Linked DNA regions of Mus musculus: region 2 is linked to region 1. The links are chromatin contacts, called in public promoter capture Hi-C maps. All regions are on one chromosome and are shown on one strand. The core of a region is the stretch at or near the end of the contact, and the rest is flanking DNA. Distances in the headings are between cores, read along the strand shown.

What was found. Promoter capture Hi-C pulls out the DNA fragments that hold promoters and counts their contacts.
Region 2: a contact with region 1 is called in a promoter capture Hi-C map of neural stem cells. The contact joins the promoter of 1110051M20Rik here to the promoter of Acp2 in region 1. A contact is called at or near these places in 10 of 39 promoter capture datasets (cranial neural crest, embryonic stem cells, hematopoietic stem and progenitor cells and 3 more), 2 of 484 Hi-C or Micro-C datasets (CD4 T cells and embryonic stem cells), 7 of 115 datasets of contacts at active chromatin or transcription factors (the 230-238 cell line, bone marrow-derived macrophages and embryonic stem cells) and 3 of 9 other capture datasets (adipose tissue, macrophages and pancreatic islet).

What each region holds. Positions count from the first base shown.
Region 1 is chr2:91,201,148-91,205,030 of GRCm38.p6, forward strand. Acp2 (acid phosphatase 2, lysosomal) reads left to right here and starts at 1,765. Exons shown (of 11, transcript NM_007387.2): 1 at 1,765-1,901; 2 at 2,454-2,549; 3 at 3,093-3,179. The coding sequence starts at 1,788. It also overlaps a transcript of Nr1h3 not described here.
Region 2 is chr2:91,443,039-91,446,921 of GRCm38.p6, forward strand. 1110051M20Rik (RIKEN cDNA 1110051M20 gene) reads right to left here and starts at 1,676. Exons shown (of 9, transcript NM_175123.5): 1 at 1,531-1,676. The coding sequence starts at 1,576.

The DNA.
Region 1 (3,883 bases), core at 515-3,014:
GAAATAGCCAGGCAAGGTGGTGCATGCCTTTAATCCCAACACCCAGCCTGGTCCACAGAGTTCCAAGACAGCCAGAGCTACACAGAGCAACCCTGTCTCAAAAATCAAAATAATAAGAGAGAAAAGAGAAAAGAAAATTAAGAACTGAGGCTGAGGGGCTGGTGAAATGGCTCAGTGGGTAAGAGCACTGACTGCTCTTCCGAAGGTCTTGAGTTCAAATCCCAGCAATCACATGGTGGCTCACAACCACCCATAATGAGATCTGACGCCCTCTTCTGGTGTGTCTGAAGACAGCTACAGTGTACTTATAATAATAAGTAAATCTAAAAGAAAGAAAAAAAAAAAAAGAACTGAGGCTGCAGGCTAAGCAGCTAGAAGTATTGGCAACTCCTTCAGAGGAGGGCTCAGGTTCTATTCCCAGCACCCACACAGCTGCTTAAAGTCTACAGGGGATCCTATGCTGCCTTTTTGCCTCCAAGGACACTGTATATACATGGTTCACAGATATACATGCAAGCAAAACACCCATACATAGAAAATATTTTGTTTCATCATTGTTTTTTCCAGACAGTATTTCTCCATGTATCGCTGGCTGTCCTGGAACTTGCTCTATAGACCAGGCTGGCCTACATACAACTCAGACATCTACCCCCCTCTCCAAGTGCTGGAAGTAAAGGCATGCACCACATAGATTTGTTTGTTTTTAAGTTTAAAACTATTTAGTTTTGAAGCCTTCTTATTCTCCCCAAGTCTTTCTCAAGGTGACATCGAAAGTAAAGTTTAGGCAGTAAGGTACATAATTTTATTTGGAGTCCTGGGACAGTATCAATTCTGATCAGATTTGCATTAAAGCATATCAAGGGCCCAAGATCTCATCTGCAACTGTGTGTCACTCTAAGGTTTGGAATCACAACATCCAGACACCCAACTGGCTGCCTGCCTCCAAATCCTAAAGGCTAATGTCTGGAGGAACTCTGATTCTGTGGCAATTCCAGTTATATGCCTGCATCAAAACTGATGTAGTTTTCTGAGATTCCTCCCATAAGAATTCAATGTAGTGGGTTTGGGAAATCGGAACATCCTATGCAATCCAACTCCTCCTCAAACATGACGTTTGAGTCTAATTTAATTTAGAAATCGGTAAGCACAAGAAAAGAGCTGAAAAAAACTGGGGAGTACGAAGGTTTGTTCAGGACATGAATGGCAGACTAGACTGGATCTACCTCAAGGACACAGGGAGTCCAAAGGGCTGGTTACATGCAGTACCCTACATCTCAAACAAGCCCGCTTATCGGAACAGTGTCTAAGCCAAGGCTTACACTAAACTACACACCCAAGAGCAGAAAGTTAGGCTCTGTACTTCCCCACACCTTGCCCCAGTTTTGCACCAGCCGAGGCTCTGGGATCATTTTCAGAAGCATTCCTCAAAGCAGGCACTCGCTCTCCAGGCCCAGACCCCAACCAGGGCAAGCACCAGCTTTGTAGAAGAAGGGGTAAGCCTGACCTAGCGCCTCTACAAAAGCGAGGTGTTTAAGCCTTTTCTGCCCGGAAGGTCGCGCAACAGTCCCACCCTCGTTCATCACCGCCAATCGCAAACCTTCTCCATTTGCATTCCCTCCCAAATTCCGCCTTCTCCCACCAGACTTTCTCATTCCCGGTCTCCCGCAACCCAAAGAAAGATGGCGAAGGCTGCACTTCCGGCAAGTGTCCTTACGAATGCATCCGGGCGGCTGCAGCAGGTACCGCCCAAGGCGTTCCGGCCTCTTGCTACACAGCCTACAACAGTGATGGCCGGCAGACAGACTGGTTGGAGCCAGGCGGCTCTTCTCCAGTTCCTTCTTGGCATGTGCCTAACGGTGATGCCACCCATACAGGCCCGGAGTCTACGCTTTGTTACCTTGGTAATGGGTGACGGAGTCACCAACGGGTTCGCCAAAGCTGAAAGGGCAAAGGCCGGCTGGTAGAGGGAGGGGCAGAGCTTGTGTTCTGGGGCCGGGGTCTCACTTCTCAAGGAGGAGAAAGAACCGGTTTAGGAAACCGCTGGCCCATAGTGGGTTGTGCGGCTGGATTAAGAATTGATTTGGAGCCCTAGGCTATTTTTTTTTTTTTTTTTTTTAGGGCAGGACGACCGAGTAGGAGATATTCTTCCCTAGGATGGGAATTTAGTTAAAAGGTTGAAAGTCACCCATAAAGACGACTTTGATCTTTGTTTTCCCAGTCCCATTGCCCACTTCCTCCCCCAGAAGGCGTTGCTTTCACTACTCTTCTACCTGTGCTTTGGGGCTTTACCTATTATCTCAGGTTACATTGCATCGCCCGAACTGGGGTCTTTTTTCATCGCTCAGTAGAGAAAGATGGAGTGAAATTTCCTTTCCTGGCATGTGCAGAGGTGGGTCCTGTCCTTAACTAGAAGACCCTTCTGATTCTATAGACACACCATTTTCTTTGCTCAGCTGTATCGACATGGAGATCGGTCACCAGTGAAGACATATCCCAAGGACCCCTATCAGGAAGAGAAATGGCCCCAGGGATTTGGTCAGCTAACCAAGGTGGGTCAAAAGCCAACCTGCAAGGTCTCGGGATATGCTACGGAATGAATCACATCTGGAGCACAGAAACTGGGGCTCCTTAAACTACTAGCTTCCCACATGGGTTCTGATGGACCAGATGTCTATTTTGTTGTTTTGTTTTTGTGGTTTTGGAAATTAAACCCAGAACCTTGTCTATGCTAAGCACAGTGAGCTACATCTCTGGCTATGACCAGATTTCTTAACAACTCTGTGCAGGGGACAGTATCATTACAACTGGCCACTTCTGGAATCAAATTCACCTCTTGCCAAGGGAAGAATGCCTAAATGCCATACATAGGACTTGTGGCTAATCCCCTCTCTTTGGACTTTTTTTTTTTTTTTCCCCAGGGGTTGGGGATTTGGGGGAGGTTTAAGACAGGGTTTCCTTGTGTAACAGAGCCCTGGCTGTTCTGGACTCACTTTGTAGACCAGGCTGGCCTTGAACTCAGAGAGTGACTGCTGGGATTAAAGGCCACCATGCCCAGCTCCTCTTTGGACTTTAACTCTCAGGTTTGCCCACAGGAAGGGATGCTACAGCACTGGGAGCTGGGCCAGGCCCTGCGGCAACGCTACCATGGCTTTCTGAACACCTCTTACCACAGGCAAGAGGTAAGGTTGGGAGTTTGATTGGCAAAAGGACTGGGATCTTTGGATTATATTCTGACTGCAGAGAATCTAAGGATGAGCCTGGGCAGTCAAGGTTCCCTCTTGAACTTTTGGTCCCTGGACAAGACATCTAAGAGCTGTCTAGAATACGGCTCTGGAGTCTGAAGTGTCTCTGCTTGTCTGGGAAAAGACAAAACTGACCAGGGGTCCAACTTAGACATGAGGAAGGGTCTGATAAAGTACTTTCTGACTCTGAAACAATAAATAGGCATTTTGTCCAAGACATTTATTGTCACCTGAGGGCCAAGCACTGTGGTAATGTTTTTCCTATGATGGTATACCATAGAGTTATGATCTCTATAATAGAGCTTATATTAGAGCAGTCTAATAAGCTGAACAGAGCCAAGCTAAATCGGGGGAGGGGCAGTGAAGACTGGCAAATGTGCTAGCTCCTGAGGTTCTCTGCTTACCCCAGTGGAGATAGCTGTTCCATGGTTACTGCTTGCAGCCACAGTTGTCTCAATCCTCTAGATTACTGTTCCCTAAAGACCTAGCTCTACCCTGAGCTTGCCCTTCGCTTCCCTATTTTCTTCCTCCCTTTTCACAAGTCACCTCGCTGTTCCTTTTCCCCCCTTCTTCCCATTTATAAAAGGAAAGGGAGTGTGGTGAAGAGTGGTATTTGCCATTTGGACTCTAGGGTATTGCTT
Region 2 (3,883 bases), core at 426-2,925, 240 kb after region 1:
GGTAGACAGAGGCAGGAGGATCTCTGTGAGTTCAAGGCCAACCAAGGCTACATAGTGAGATCAATTCTCAAAACATAAACAAAATATGTATACAGAGTTGTATTTTATTTTAAAATGTGTATGGTACATTCATATAATAAAATGTTATTCATCCATGTAAAGAAATGAGTATCAAGACACAAAACGACAAGGGGGAACCTAAACACCTACTGAAACACGAAAGAGGCCATCTGAAGAGCTTATACACTGAATGATTCCCATTATTCTCAAAGGGGCAAAACTTTAGAAGTCAATAAGATCAGTCATGGAAAGGAAAGGAGCAAGGAGAGGGGTGAATGAATGGGGGATGCACAGAGGAGTTTTAACCATGAAAAGATTGTTTTACATCTTAATGTGGATATATGAGAATATGAATTTGTCCAAGTCCAGAAAACTGTACAATACAAAGAGTGGACCCTAATATAAACTATAGGCTGTTGGTAATCACACTGAGCTAATATTCAGTTGCAAGAAATGTACCACACTAACACAAGAAATTAATAATAGAAGCTAAATAGAAGATACAGAGGGAAAAAACTCTACTATCAGCTCAGTCCTCTTTAAGTTTAAAACTACTCTAAATGTTTAAGCTATGAACTTTTAAATGTGTATGTGTGCATATAAGTGTATACACAAGGTCTGGAGAGATGGCTCAGCGGTTAAGAGCACTGACTGCTCTGCCACAGGTCCTGAGTTCAATTTCTAGCAACCACATGGTGGCTCACAACCAACTGTAATGGGATCCAATGCACTCTTCTAATGTGTGTCTGAAGACAGCTGCAGTGTACTTATATAAATAAAAAATAAATATCATAAAAAATGTTTTAAAAAAATAAGTGTATACACAAACGTATACAGTAAATGTGTTACACACTCACTGCAGGGTGCTTAGCAAAGTACAGTACTTAGTACCACACAGCCTTAGCTCAAGGGTAAGGTCAAGTTCTGCAAGGGGAAAATCTGATCCTAATACTAACTGTATGAGGTCTTATGCAATTGTCTCTTTAGCCTTAGTGTCTCCATCTGTAAAGTAGCAAACACAGCAATCCCTTCTATGATAATGCTGCATGCAAAATGCTTACCTCGTGCAGAATGCCTAATGAAAATGAAAAGCTCGAAATAACCGTGCACTATGAAGGCAAAATTATTATTTACAAAATGACTGAAGTCATTTCAGATGCCAAGTTTGCGTCAATACAAACCTATCAATAATAGCCTTGTTTGGGGCCTCAGATTCTTAATTGTGTTACTTAGAATGCAGTCCTCATTGCCTGAGAGCCAGTCCATATAATTCAGCCATTCTTTACTCCATAAATGTTATTTTTCATCCAGGTTTGGCCCTACATTCAGGCTCAGGCCCTAGAACCCCTTCTTTCTGTCCTCCCGTCCCATCCAGACCCGCTACCGTTCAGGCTCCGCCCCTGTCTCCTACCCACTCCTTCCCCTAACACATTACTCCTTTCTTTTCCCGACGCTGAAAAAAGCCCCTACCCAGATACTCGTAGTCCGGTAGAGCTAGGCGCTCGGGACTCAGCATCCTTTGACCGGGTAGTTTCCACGCTCCAGCTTTCTTCTTCCGGAACCCAGGTTACAGCCTGTCTCTGTTGCCATGGCACCCAGGCGGCCAGAGGAGAACTAGAAGGCTGAGAGGGTGTCACGTAAACAGTCTCCGACTGGCAACGTAGAGCCTATCACACAAGTTCCGGAAGCAGTCACTTAGAGTCTGATTTTCTTTAACTCCTATTTTTGGGATTTGGTTTTAGAATCTGTGAATTAAATTCTCTGAATGTGTCGTATTTTGTGATGCTGAAGAATTACTATCAGTGGCTCATATCTGCAATTTCTGGATTTCATAGTTTCTGTTTATTCTAACAATAATGATCATGTATGGCCTCGCCTAACACTGAGATCTCATTATCTATTATTAATCACTTTTAGGATTTACTCTTTCAAGTTGGTACAAAATGTTCTTTGTATCTTGGCAGCTTCTGGAGGTCGGGGATACGTCTTTAGCATAGAGATACTACTAAGGGCCACTGAGCAATCCAAGGGACCCCATGTGGTGAAAACAGCCTACCAACTCCTCCAAGTTGTCCTCTGACCTCCACAAATCCCCTGCCCCAAATATATATCTCGACAGGGTCTCACTGTATTGCCCAGTCGGGCTTAGAACTTGATGTGTAGACCAGGATAGCCTTGAATTTAAGAGATCTGCCTGAGCCTGCAGCTCTCAGAGGTTTTAATGTTTTAAAGGTGTGTGCCCCTACACCCGGTAAAATGCAATTTTTAAAACTACTCATCAAGTCCTCTGTAAGTTAATGACCATTCCTCTCAAATTCCCTTTAGCCGTTTGAGACTGCTTCTACTTCCTATTATTTGACATCTTGTCCAAGTGCCTTTCCTTTTTCCTACAAAGTCACTTCATTTCTCAAAGGAAATGGGTCAGAAACTAGAGCATTTATTACATATCCTCAGCTCTATCCTTTCTGAAGAAGAAAGACTATTCCTTTCTTTTCAAATAACCAGATTTTCTTATCTCCTCTCTCTGTGCAAGAACAGGAAAGAGATCTGTACAGTGTCACAGTCCAAACCTAGCAGAAAAAGCCACTCGATCCTCACTTTTGTTTTGTTTTGTTTTGTTTTGTTTTGTTTTGAAGTAAGTCCCTGCCCCTTCAACAAGGAGAAGTTTTCGAAAGAGGAGAGGTTTTGTGACAAAGAAAGAAAACGAAATTGATGTCATCAAAGGAGTGACTGGGAATCCCACAGACCACCTACACTGGAGTAAGTAAAGAGGAGGCTCTTCTCTTATGTTCTGAGGGGCCTATTCTTAGTCTCCCCAAAGGAGCTACTCAGACCTTGTAATTCTCCCTTTCCCTTAAATTTGTATATATGTCTCAATTCTAGGCTCCTGTGAGTCACTCTGAATTTGGATGTGGTAAGGAGAAAGGGACAGAGCCACACAAGGGACAGTGTTTGGTGTTCTGAGGTAATGAATTTTCCAGGTTGGTAGTTGTTGATATGAAGTCCTGCAAGTTTTGTTAAAAATAATTAACTTCTCCTTCCTCTACCCCTCCTCCATGCAGCTTGAGGGTATAGAAATTTAATGATTTTTCATATTGGGCTTATTATTATTGTAATGTAAATAGAGTAATAATAAAATTTTAAAAATTGAGATAGAGTCTTACATATCTCAGGCTGGCCTGAAACTCACTAGGTTGCCAAAGATGACCTTGAACTTCTGATCCCCCTGCCTCCATCTCTGGATTGCTGAGATTATAAGCATGGAACACCAAGTCTGTTTTATTTGAAGCTGGTATGGAAAGCAGCCATGTTAGTCAAGCACTCTATCAACTGGCTACAACCCTATCTCTAGGATGGTATTTGTTAACGATGACCATGTTGTCTTACTCCCAAGAAATCTGATTTTCAGATGATTTTCACATATTTTCATGTGTCCTCATGAGAACTAAGGCAATTACCCTGTTTCTAAGTAGGAGAACTGAGGCATGGGTCATAAAAAAAGGGACTTGCTTAATATCATCCATCTAGCCAGTGGGAGGGCTGGAAGTGGATCTCCACTACATCAACATCCAGGCTAGTGGTCTGACCACTAAACCACACAATCTTTTTTAGGGATTGTTGGGTTGGTGTTTATTTACTTATTTTTCTTTTTGTTCTGTCTTGCAAGCGACTGGGAGCTCCCAGATAAAAGCAGAAAGTTTTGAATTCAGGCTACACACTTGACATCCTCTTATTTGTGGAACATTATCCTGGGACTTGGAGAGTGCTGCTATTGGGGTCTGTGTGGTGAAGCTGGGAACCAGCCCCAAGAATAGAGCTTTGT